2 separate regions of the Bombyx mori genome follow, and region 1 is linked to region 2. The links are chromatin contacts, called in public Hi-C maps. All regions are on one chromosome and are shown on one strand. The core of a region is the stretch at or near the end of the contact, and the rest is flanking DNA. Distances in the headings are between cores, read along the strand shown. Region 1 overlaps LOC101737884 (ABC transporter G family member 20). Region 2 holds the start of LOC101737884 (ABC transporter G family member 20).

Region 1 (5,758 bases), core at 77-2,576, 47 kb after region 2:
ATGTTTAGGGTTCAACGACAAAAGGAAGACCTTGTTTTGAGCGGGTGAAATTACTCAACAATATGGAATCTTAAGTCGTTAGCAGGATTCCAATATCTTGTGTTCTATAATATAAATACTTTTAATGCTCAGTTAGGTGAACGAGCTTTTATCGGAGCTCAAAGAATCAGAACGTGAATGCCCTCACTCATTTTGAGAAACTAGAGGTCCCGCAGTAGTCGAAATTCGACTATAATTAATCGGAATTGTAAGTTTGTACACTATTATGATTGTATTTTATACTTCTATAATCACAAATTTCGCCAAGGCTACTCTATAAAAAAATATTAACAAAGACAAACAATATTTCATCTATCCTCAATTTGACCACAGACGTCAAGAACAAAAGTTTGACAATAAATAGTATGCATGCGTGTGTGCGTCAAATACATGGTATGTAGTGTGTGTAATGTTTTCTTTATTGATTTAATGCATCTTTTATGCATTATTTAAAAAAAATATTAGCATTGTGCACTTCTTCTCTATATTCTCTATAAGTGTGAAAAATTTCATACTCCTCCGTCCGCGCAATTTTCGTAAAAAGGGATACAAAGTTTTTGCTTCACGTATTAATATATAGATGAGGTTCCCTTCAAACCGGAACGCACGTTTGGTGTCAATGTCTTAGTTAAAGATAGTTATTATAATTTTCTCGAATATAATATAATGTAGGTATTCCGTAATTGTTTCCGAGGCATCAGTGACGAGAGAAAATTCTAAGTCTGATTCGACATGACCCGTTAAATCTCTCGGAATAGTTATCAGTCGCTCGTGATCACGAATCATAAAGCGGTGGTTTGACCTGGTTACTTAGCACCTGGAAATACCGGCCAACGAAGCTCTTCACCAGGCAAAGTATATGAATAGGTGGAGAGAAACCGTGAGAAGAATAAGGAAGAGTAAAGTATCTGAACAATAAGGAAAGGACTGAGAAGAAAAAGAAAGAAAACAGTAAAAGAAGTTTTATTAAGAATCGTCAATAAAAGCTTAGAGAGAGAGAGAGTATTCTTTATTGTACACTAAAAAACAAATAAACAGTGCGAAACATTAAATACAAAAAAGTATAATACAATTGGCGGTCTTATCGCTAAAAAGTTTAATTTATTATTCAACATAATTACGGTAGTGTAGCTAGCTCAATGAGGCAAAAAAGACATAACGCGGAACCTAAGTTTCTCTAGCTCGTCGAGACGAATTCAAGTACGAACAAAATGACAGTAGTGCTCATAGTGTGAGAACACGTTTCCTAACAATGACGAAATTGTCTCGAATAGAAAACCTAGACGGATAATGAATGCATTTCCCAAGGCCGCATTGCAGCAACTCATCTACAATTACTTCTATGAAACGCTGTTTATAGTAATTATGAGAGCGTTTTCGTAATTAAAAATTTTCCAATTTGCATATCCCTTAATCAAGTTGACTAATTGCATAACAAAACAATACAAAATACTTTATTGTACCTTGATACAACAACATAACGAAAATGTACAGGAAAATGAATTAGCAAAATTAAATTTTAAAAACTAAAGTGTCGTTAAACTGACGGCAGAAATAGATAAAAATAATAAATTATTGTAGTTGAAACATTAAAACTGTGTGATAACTTAGACTGTATACAGACTACGGACAGACTAGGGTTATATAATGTTAACATTTATATTTTTAGTTCCAAACATAGCGATGAGATATCTCAAGGTCATATGAGAAGTATAGTTCGCATTCATCACTCCTTCGCAAGCTCAGATTAGGTTTTTTTTTATTGCTTAGATGGGTGGACGAGCTCACAGCCCACCTGATGTTAAGTGGTCACTGGAGCCCATAGACATCTACAACGTAAATGCGCCATCCACCTCGAGATATAAGTTCTAAGGTCTCAATATAGTTACAACGGCCACCCCACCCTTCGTACCGAAACGCATTACTGCTTCACGGCGGAAATAGGCGGGGTGGTGGTACCTACCCGTGCAGACTCCCAAGAGGTCCTACCACCGGCGGCTGCTTGTATTCGTTTTTCTATTTCATAAACTCACACGGCTTTAAACCGCTTGGGCTTAACCGTAGTGCGACCTAGGCCTAAGCATTAAAAAAAAATGTTAATTGTGTTAAAAAATGTAAATGCTGACCGCTTCAGGTTTTGTATCGTTATATTTTTTTACATTACGTGTTGTTGAATCTTGGAACTTGGTGATAAATTATATGTCATAACGTACGTATATGTTAGTACACTGGACCGACATTGTTTCTGTGAATTAACTCAGCTGTGTGTGAATTCACGCCTTGATATTCATTTGTACATACTTATATATTAAAACAGTTTCAAAGTTTAATTATATACGTGAAATTTATGATACGGAATAAACATTGAAATGTTCCTATGTTTTTGTATAATAATTGAATTACTGTTTGAGTGCTGTCTTTATTGTTGTAAAAAAAAGATAAATACAAAGCACTCTGTTTGTTAGAGTTACTTATTCGAATTATAATTAATTATACAGGAATGGTTACTCTTTTAGATAAAAACAAAAAAAAACATTGTTTGTTTTTGCTATTATATTTTGAACTGTATATTTTGTTTTGTTCTATACTTTGCTGCTAGATGAATTTAGACGCGCTCTTCATCCAGCTAGTGGTTCGTATGGTCCACAGACATCTTAACGTGAACAAGGGTACTGGTGGCGGTAGCTATCATAGAACGCAAGATATTTGCATATTTACAAGTTTTTTTTATTGCTTATATGGGTGGACGAGTTGCCCACCTGATGATAATTGGTTACCGGAGCCCATAGAGAACTACATCTTAAATGTCGCCACTCACCTCGAGACAAGAGTTCTAAGGTCTAAGTCATACCAGTACAACAGCTGCACCACCTTTTAAGCCGAAACGCATTACTGCTTCACGGCAGGGTGGTGGTACCTGCCCGTGCAGACTGGCAAGTCGTCCTACCGCCAGTAAAGTTCCGGACCATAACATTATTCCCTTTGCATTTACTCACCACCCCAACCCACCTTACTACAATATAAGTTCAAATTCTCAACTGTATTTTACGATAGATCTCACATCCTCTAAACTGGAGCACATGTCTGCTTCGCGATAGAAACAGCCAGGACGCTTGTACCTATCCGTACAGCCACACTGGACCCTAAGACCAGCAATCATGAAAATTTATTGTGCGTTTTTTTATATTTGTTACACAATATAACGTGTTGGTAGAACTTGTTGTTCAGGGTAGGAGGGTCAATGGTAAAAGGTCTCGTGGACCCCATGCGCTGACTGATCGGGTGAAAGACCTTACTAAAACCCAACTTAACGAATTCGTGCGCCTAGCCTCAGTTCGCAAACTATGGAAAACACCTGTAAAGGCTTTAATAAACAAAAATTCCACATGACCACGAGTAACCGACTCTGCCAAGAGTAACCGACTGTGATGACACAATATAATTCTTTTATCATAGACGTTGTACGTGAAGATTATCATCTTCAGTTAGGTTCGCATTTTCATATAATATACCGGTGGTATTTGATCTATGTTTGACGTCATACGTGGCCATGGATTTGCGTTTTACCTCTTCTAATACGCTTATATTAGCTTCAGACATGCGTATGTATGTAACGTAATCATCTTTGAACATGATTTTGACCCCCTTCAAAACGTCGGATTAACTCGAAATTTTGTATACTTATTAAGGACCGATGACAACTCAATATTAAAACAAAAAAAATTAAATTCAACTAAAGAATGAAAAATAAATAATAATATCATTTTTTCTTACAATATTTTGAATTCAAATTTATTTTCTATTTTTTAGTTGAATTTTCTATAAAAGCGTATTTTGTTAGTTTTTTTAAACTATATTTTTTTTTCATGAAATGCATCCTTGAAAAACTTGTAAAATTAATTTAGAATATTACCCGATCCAAGATCGAGACTATTAATAAAAATAAATATTACGTATTGTCAACTGTTATTGACGGCTAATAAGACGCTCTTCACAGATAGGCTTACTGCGAGATGGACAGTTGCTGGCGGAAGATTCTCCAGATGAAATTCTGAGAAAGTTCGAGTGCAATACCCTTGAGGAGGCCTTTCTTAAGCTTGCCTTAGCTCAATATGAAATTCCACAACGAAGACCCCGTAAGTATAATATGAATATCCACTATGTAGCTATCTGCTCATGTACCTATTAATATTCTAACCAGTACTTCAAAACCAATGAAGATACAATTTTAGCTACTTATTTGGGTTTTTGTAAGTAACAACTGCTTGGGCTTATGTTAATAAGCCGCATAGATATGTAACGTCAGTCTGCATATTTCTGCTATGAAACAGTCAGCATACAGCTTTTCCTTCGTTCTTAGGCGTTAATGAATGATGGCATTCTTTATTTATTTTTTATTGCCCTAGTAGGCAGACGAGCATACGGCCCACCTGATGGTGAGTGGTTACCGTCGCCCATGGACTTCAGCAAAGCCAGGGGCACAGCCAAGCCGCTGCCTACCGAAAATTCATCCTGTACTTTCCGTAGACTCCGGTAACCGCTCACTATCCGAGCTTGCTATGAGTTTACCTATGCTCTGAGCATTAAAAAGAGTAAGAGTAAGTAAGTAAGAGTACAATTGATAGTTAATAATGTTAGTGTGAATTTTTCGACACGCCTTAATTCGTTTGGTATGTGTGTATGTATTCACTCGTATATGTGCATGTGTGTATCTATGTAAGTATGTGAGTATGTTTGTAACAGTAATCTTTAAACGTAATAATATTCACCGCTTTCAAAACACCCGATTGACTTGATAGTTCGCACACGCATCAAGGGCATGCAATATAATAATTTACTTTGATATAATAGGTGCGATGATAGATGTAGATGCATAATGTAGATGCGGTAGGCAGCGGCTTGGCTCTGCCGCTGGCATTACTGAAGTCCGTGGGCGACGGTAACCACTCACCATCAGGTGGGCCGTATGCTCGTCTGCCTACACGAGCAAATATATATACCGGAATACTTAAACGAAAAAACAGAACATTATGTAAACGTTTCGAGACTTGGCCCAAAAGGAAAAAAGTCATTGGCATTTTTTTGGTATCTACATTGATTTATTAAGCTAATCCTAATTCGGTGCTCCTAATTTCCAGCACCGACAGTGTCTCCGGACGTGATCCCGGAAAGCAGACAGATCGAGAGCGTGTACGAGTCAAGGGAAACCTTCAATGCCGTGAACGGGAGCACTGATGTGAGAAATTCTATTGCTTACTGAACGATGCTAAGCGAATGTACCGTGTGCCTAGAACGGTGTTGACGCGGCGTGAATCAACACGGACTCAAACAAATCGATGAGACTTTAACCTCATGTATGATTATTGCTGTAAGACACAGGTCTTAAGTGGTAACTACAGCTGACGTCACAACATGCATCTGCCACCCACATTAAGACGTGAGTCTGATATCCAAGTCGGAGTTGTATCACCTACCTAGGTAGCGGCTTGGCTCTGCCCCTGGCATGGCTGAAGTCCATGGGCGACGCTAACCACTCACCATCAGGTGGGCCGTATGCTCGTCTGCCTACAAGGGCAATATAAAAAATAAAAAAGTCACTATTAAGAGATAAAATGGTAGCATGGTCCGTCGACGACCCACAGACACAGCCCACTGAGCTTCTCGCCGGATCTTCTCAATGGGTCGCGTTTCCGATCCGGTGGTAGATTCTGCGAAGTAC
Region 2 (6,490 bases), core at 1,731-4,230:
TACAAGGGCACTACTTATTTCATGTTTAAATCTCTTCGAGTGGGCCCGCAGAAGGAAAGAAGAATTAGGAACATAAACCTAGTGCATACAGTAAACATTACATATGATTATTGTATATTATATTTAATGTAAATATATGTATTTAATATTTAATATATTATATTTATTGTAAATTTTATCGCTTTTCAAGTTGTTGACATCATCAGTAGCATAACGAAGACGGACTGTATTAAAATATAGTTTTTCACTAAAAATTGCTTTTCTGTAATCAGCTAGCGTTTTCTTCGAAATGGTTATTTTTTTATTTATTGCTTAGACGGGTGGACGAGCTCACAGCCCACCCGGTGTTAAGTGGTTACTGGAGCCCATAGACATCTACAATGTAAATGCGCCACCCACCTTGAGATATAAGTTCTAAGGTCTCAGTAGAGTTACAACGTCTTTTTCATAAAAAAAAAATCAATCAAAAAAAATTATGGCATTAAGCATGCATAGACATGCCAATGCCCTATACACCTTACCTTTTCATTAGATGCCTTCAGCTCTAACACTAAGAGCAGGCTTAGGGACCCCGGTAACCGTACTCGTCGACAAAGAGTTCGACTTGCATCCTAACCTATGCATCAGCCCGCTGAGTTACTGGCCGGATCTCTTCAGCGGGTCGCGATTCCGATCCGGTGGTAGATTCATTCGCGAAGCAGCTGCTCTTGAGTTGTTAGGTTTGCTTCGGAAGCGCTCGGGCACCTGTTAACAAATGCCACCCCTCCTAGATGAGCCTTTGCTCGCCCACCTGTCCTAGTGAAACTGGAAAGGCCTCCGGGCCACCAGTAATCGTTCAATCATAAAAAAGGCTTAGAGTAATAATGATTTTACTCGTATGAAATCACTTCATTGCTTACAAAAACACTTAGACATTGTATTATTATTATTATAAAAAATTGAGTCACAAAATAATTGTGTTAATTTTCGTGAATTAACATTGAAATATGGGTCATATTACATGAGTAGAATTTTTGTGTCTTGACCATATCTCGGCGCGTTCCAAAGCAGAGAAAGGTGTACAGTGACGTCATTGCATTGTATTAACGAAATTTAGAAGTGGCATTCAAATTTTAAATCGTTTTAATATGAGACCCTAAAAACTGTCTATAAATAATATGTGTGCGGCAAGTGATTCCATAATTATACTATGCCCTAATTGTTTTCCCACCTACCTATTCGCTGGTAGCCTAAAGGGCTATTTCAGCTACGCACGGACGCGATGAATGCCCTAACTGACAACTTAAAAATGCATAAAAATGGTCGAATTTCGAACAAAATAATGAAGCTATTACGAGTATTTAGATCCTTAAATGCTTTATGCTCGTTTTTAGATCCGAATTTTCTATAACAATAATGTGTAATCATAATATAAATAATACATAACTTTGATTTTTTCACACCGCAATGTTTAGATTTCAAATGGCTTTCAAATAATCCGCGTTAATCTTTAAATAGCTTTAGTCCGTGCTGAAAATAGTTTAGCAGATATACGAAGGTTGACCAAGCCTCATCACCTTGCCGTTTCAAGTGTTAATTGGGCACCTAAATAAACGTAAATTTGCTTAACGGCTTTTCAACTGTCGTGTGATTTGGTGTTCATTGAAAATTTCTTCAATTTTGGACTACCTAATTCATATGTGGAGAAACTGTTTGGTGAGCCAAATATTCTGAGGGAGATGAAGTCGCGAAGACTCGGATGACTTGGGGATGTGGCGCGTATGGAGCAGGATCGGGCTGTGAAACGGGTGTACGCGGATGTACCGGAGGGACGCCGCCCCGTAGAGAGGTCCAAGTGCCGCTGGTCTGACGCTGTGGAAGGAAATTTACCTGAGCTCCAAGTGTCAGGTTGGCAAGATGTTGTGCAGCACCAGAATGAATTGCGACGTTTATTGTCGGAGGCCAAGACCCACTTCGGGGTCATAGCGTCAGTGCAATAGAAGTAGTACTAATTCGTAGCGGTAGCTTTTTTTTATTGCTTAGATGGGTGGACGAGCTCACAGCCCACCTGATGTTCTGTGGTTACTGGAGCCCATAGACATCTACAACGTAAATGCGCCACCCACCTTGAGATATAAGTTCTAAGGTCTCAGTATAGTTACAACAGCTGCCCCACCCTTCAAGCCGAAACGCATTACTGCTTCACGGAAGAAATAGGCGGGGTAGTGGTACCTACCCGTGCGGACTCATAAGAGGTCCTACCACCAGTGATTACGCAAATTATAATTTTGCGGGTTTGATTTTTATTAAACGATGTTATTCCTTCATCGTGGAAGTCAATCGTGAACATTTGTTGTGTACGTATTTGATTAGAAAAATTGGTACCCGCCTGCGGGATTCAAACACCGGTGCATCGCTACATACGAATGCACTGGACGTTTTATCCTTTACGCCACGACGACTTCAAAATTATATTATTATATACATAACCTTTGTATTTGTCAAAGATTTATTGTAATTAATTTAGTTATAATACAAAAATTAACATCGCAAATGACGTCAATAACATAATGAAATCAAATGTATGAATACTGAATCAAACTTCTGTATTTGCTGTGCATACAAAACTGTTGCATATGATAAATTCAAACTGAGTCCGTCCTTTTGTGACTCATCGACGAATAAAATACGCAATCAATTTTGATGACATATCAATTATAATCAATATAGAAATACGAAGAAGTAGGTAAAGTTGTTAATAAGCTGGGTATACTTTTACTATGGAAAAATAATGGGATACTTATAATATAATGTCACATACTCAATAGCATATCTAAATAAAAGTAGACCGGATAAACTATTACGATTTACGCGAAATTGTTTCACAAGCACACTGGAATAATTACCCAAAATCCCGAAAATAATTTAAAGTAATAGTCCAATAAAAAGCGAAAATTGAATGAAAATACATGAGAAAACCCGAGTGTATTATATTGTCTGTCCCCTCTTCACATTCATAATACTACGCCGGCGTCGAGAGAGAGTGATTCAACGGCCGATGTCAGGCAGTACGGACCTGCGCCCGACCATCACGCAACGTCAAATAGAGTTCGATTTTCAAACAACTGTCAATTTGAATAGTTCCTTTCTGTAAGTCTCAATATTTCCCGCGTTCATTTTTTTTTTTCGTGAATTTGACTGGCTGTGTTTTTTTTTCTTAATCATTGTGAGTGTGCCCGTTTCTAAAAGTAAAAGGAGGTGAAGCATTCGTTATTTCGGTGAGTTCTTTTATATGTTCTACGATCTAATTTTTTAAATGTAAATGAATTTTATTGTTGTTTGCTTGTAAATTGTCCTATTTTTTCTGTAGCTCAAGATTATAATTTGAATAAACCGGCTTGGGTATACGTAATAAAAATGTAAAAGTACTTATGACGAAATTGTTTCGTTAGTTTTGTTTGTCGTTGTGATAAAACTGGGACAGCGATCATTTTCTCAATACATAAACTAATTTATTAATTGTGACGACAACTTTTTTTTTTAAACAGTACAATGACATACGGACGAAACAAAAGCTCTTATTTAAAAATGAAAATATGACGCAAACTACACAAACTTAAGGTCGTGGTCGTGTGACACAAATTTCTTTGCCTCATCCTTGAAATAAAAAAATGTTAAAAGTTTATTAAAGTCTGGCACTGTGAACAAAATGAATTTCAAAGAGTAGACGCCGATGCGTACTGTTCAGATCTACGTAAAGGTCTCAGTTACCAGGTCATAAAATCCCTTAAAAAAAATACTGTTCAGATTCCGAAAAAAACATTACAAAATTGTTCGTAAATAATTGGGATCAATAATTTTGACTAAGCACTCCGCTTTGTAGTGTGTGTAAAAATGATGACGATGATTATTGGAGATTCAACATGACAGCGATGTATCTCAAGAAAAATTACAATTATGCGGTAGGCAGCAACTGACGTCCATTAACTACGGTGATAATTCACCCCGATTGAATATGCTCTTTACCATCCTCGGCATTAAATAAAAATTACGGATTCATGTGTTGGTTTTTGTCCAGTTCTTATAAGGTCTCGACCTCTAATCTATCTTGGATATTGGCATTTCAGTACTTGAGATATTTTGTGTCATTCCTCTTTCTCTCTGAACGTCATTGCAGGATTCATGCGAGCGGTATTCGGAGAAAAAAGTCTGTTGATGCTCGAATCCTGACAGACAGTTGCCAATTTTTCGAATGAACGAATAATCGCGAATAATTTCCTCGGAAATAGAAAAATCATAATTTACGTAATTACTAGCGGTCTTTTGAGCCACATCGTTATATACCATCACCCCACCTATTTCTGCCGTGAAGCAATAAGCAGTAACACATTTCAGTTGCAAGGGTATGACAGCCTAAACTAATTAATGAAAAACTAAGACTTCCAACTCATGTCTCAAGATGAAGTGGCATTTGTGTTGTTCATGTTATTAAGAAAATAAAATCGCACAAAAATTCAACGTTCCATAAAATGCGAAAATATTTTTATTATATCATAAACTTCACCTTCATCTTCTCTTAACCGTTACACTCTTCACAGACTGTAGGTGATCTTTGCATTGTGTTAGAGGGGAATAATTTGAGGCATGTTAGGATGCTCCATCATTTCACTTTGGTAGTTAACAAAGAAATAAAATTAATAGCATCTGTTTACTTAACCCTAGTAATTTAATTATGAATTCCTCATTCAAATATTTTCAAATAATAGTAACCTATACCATATTGGCCATTTAGTTACCTCTACACAAAAAATATATCGCTCCATTTGCGTAAAGGAAGAATAAACCAAACTTAATAGCAGACTTTAACATTTATTACATTATCACATTATATCAAACTTACGCATTAGGAATCAAACTCTAAACGAAAAACGAAGAAACAGATATAATGATATCAGAAAATTGATTATTCTATCTGGAATTACATCACTTTAACCTTCACGTCCTTACGGATCCATCAGATCCAATAACCGTTGCATTAGATGCCTTCAGCTCTAATACTAGGGGCAGGCTTAGGGACCCCGGTAACCGTACTCGTCGAACTCGACAAAGAGGTCGACGTGCAACCTAACCCATGCATCAGCCCGCTGAGTTTCTCGCCGGATCTTCTCAGCGGGTCGCGATTCCGATCCGGTAGTAGATTCATTCGCGAAACAATTGCTCTTGAGTTGTTAGGTCTCCTTCGGAGGCGCTCGGGCAGTTGTTAGCAAATCCCACCCCTCTTGGCTGAGCCTGCTCGCCCACCTGTCCTGGTGAAACTGGAAAGGCCTTCGGGCCACCAGTAAACTTTCAATCATAAAAAAAAAAAAAAAAAAAAAAAAAAAAACATCACTTTAACCATCTACTTGGAAATATAACATACACAATTTAACGTAACTCTAGCAAAGATTAATAACTTGATGAATAAAATAAAATGGCGGAAATAAAAATGGCGCCTCTAAAATATGCTACGCAGAACTAGTTACACATTATTATAATTATTATTATACTGCCGAACCGCGGATTTTGTTGATGCCATCGTTCTAATTATTTTTGTCGCAAAGCAATCTGGCGTATAGTATCAATCTATATCTATACTAATATTATAAAGAGGAAAGATTTGTTTGTTTGTTTGTTTCGAATAGGCTCCGAAACTACTGGACCGATTTGAAAAAATCTTTTTCCATTAGAAGCCGACATTGTCCCTGATGAACATAGGCTACTTTTTTTTTATTTTTTATTTTTTTGGTTTCATGTGTGTTTTAATGTTTCCGAAGCGAAGCGACGGCGGGTCGCTCGTTCGAAAATAAAAGCGACATTCGATGCACTAGAAAATTGATAATATTGCATTAAATTGTTATTATCCCTCGCAACAAAATAAATCATTTTCACTTTCCTCTTGTGAGCTCCATAAACTCGTGTCCTCTATATCTCGATCAATAACGCTATTGTTGGACAAAGTCTTTATAGCAACGATTTATGACTGCTAAAACATTTATTTAAATACATTCATTCATTACGTGTTTATTTTCACCTTATTTATTACTATATAAAAGTAACTGAACAATGGTAGATGTAAAGAATGCAAACAAATTAAAGACATTAAAAGATAAGTATTACAATAAGACGTTTGCTATTTACAGTATTTGATGCAAAATGAAATAAATATATGGTAAAATAAACAATTTGTGTATAACATTTGAATTATAACTTCGTGAGAAATCACGAGTCATGTTAGTGCATAGCCGTCTAATACTTTTGTCTAAATTCGCGTTGTTATTTTAAAGAAGCACTCATGAAATCACAGAGCTCCGTTACTTGAATTCTTTGTTTAAAACACAATAGCAGGCTATAGAAAGTAAAAATAGTTTCCTAAAACATCTCATATTAAATTGTGATTTGCGGAAAGGAAAAGTTTCTCGCGGCGCGGCGGCATTGAATTGAAACTTTTTTTTTTACTAATTCCACAATTATG

What was found. Hi-C and Micro-C count contacts between places; a contact is called where the count stands out from the background.
Region 1: a Hi-C map of posterior silk gland shows a contact between it and region 2, with 2.8 times the contacts expected there. The contact joins the enhancer-like site here to the promoter of LOC101737884 in region 2. A contact is called at or near these places in 2 of 7 Hi-C or Micro-C datasets (middle silk gland and posterior silk gland).

Annotation. Positions count from the first base shown.
Region 1 is chr26:3,471,680-3,477,437 of ASM3026992v2, forward strand. It overlaps LOC101737884 (ABC transporter G family member 20), which reads left to right. Exons shown (of 16, transcript XM_012696254.4): 6 at 4,037-4,175; 7 at 5,178-5,275. Among protein-coding and RNA genes, the nearest start is that of COPA, 38 kb to the right of the region's middle. Within about 2 kb of position 1,327, at least 2 of the 8 cell types and tissues checked have open chromatin away from gene starts, as enhancers often do.
Region 2 is chr26:3,422,837-3,429,326 of ASM3026992v2, forward strand. It overlaps LOC101737884 (ABC transporter G family member 20), which reads left to right and starts at 2,981. Exons shown (of 16, transcript XM_012696254.4): 1 at 2,981-3,257.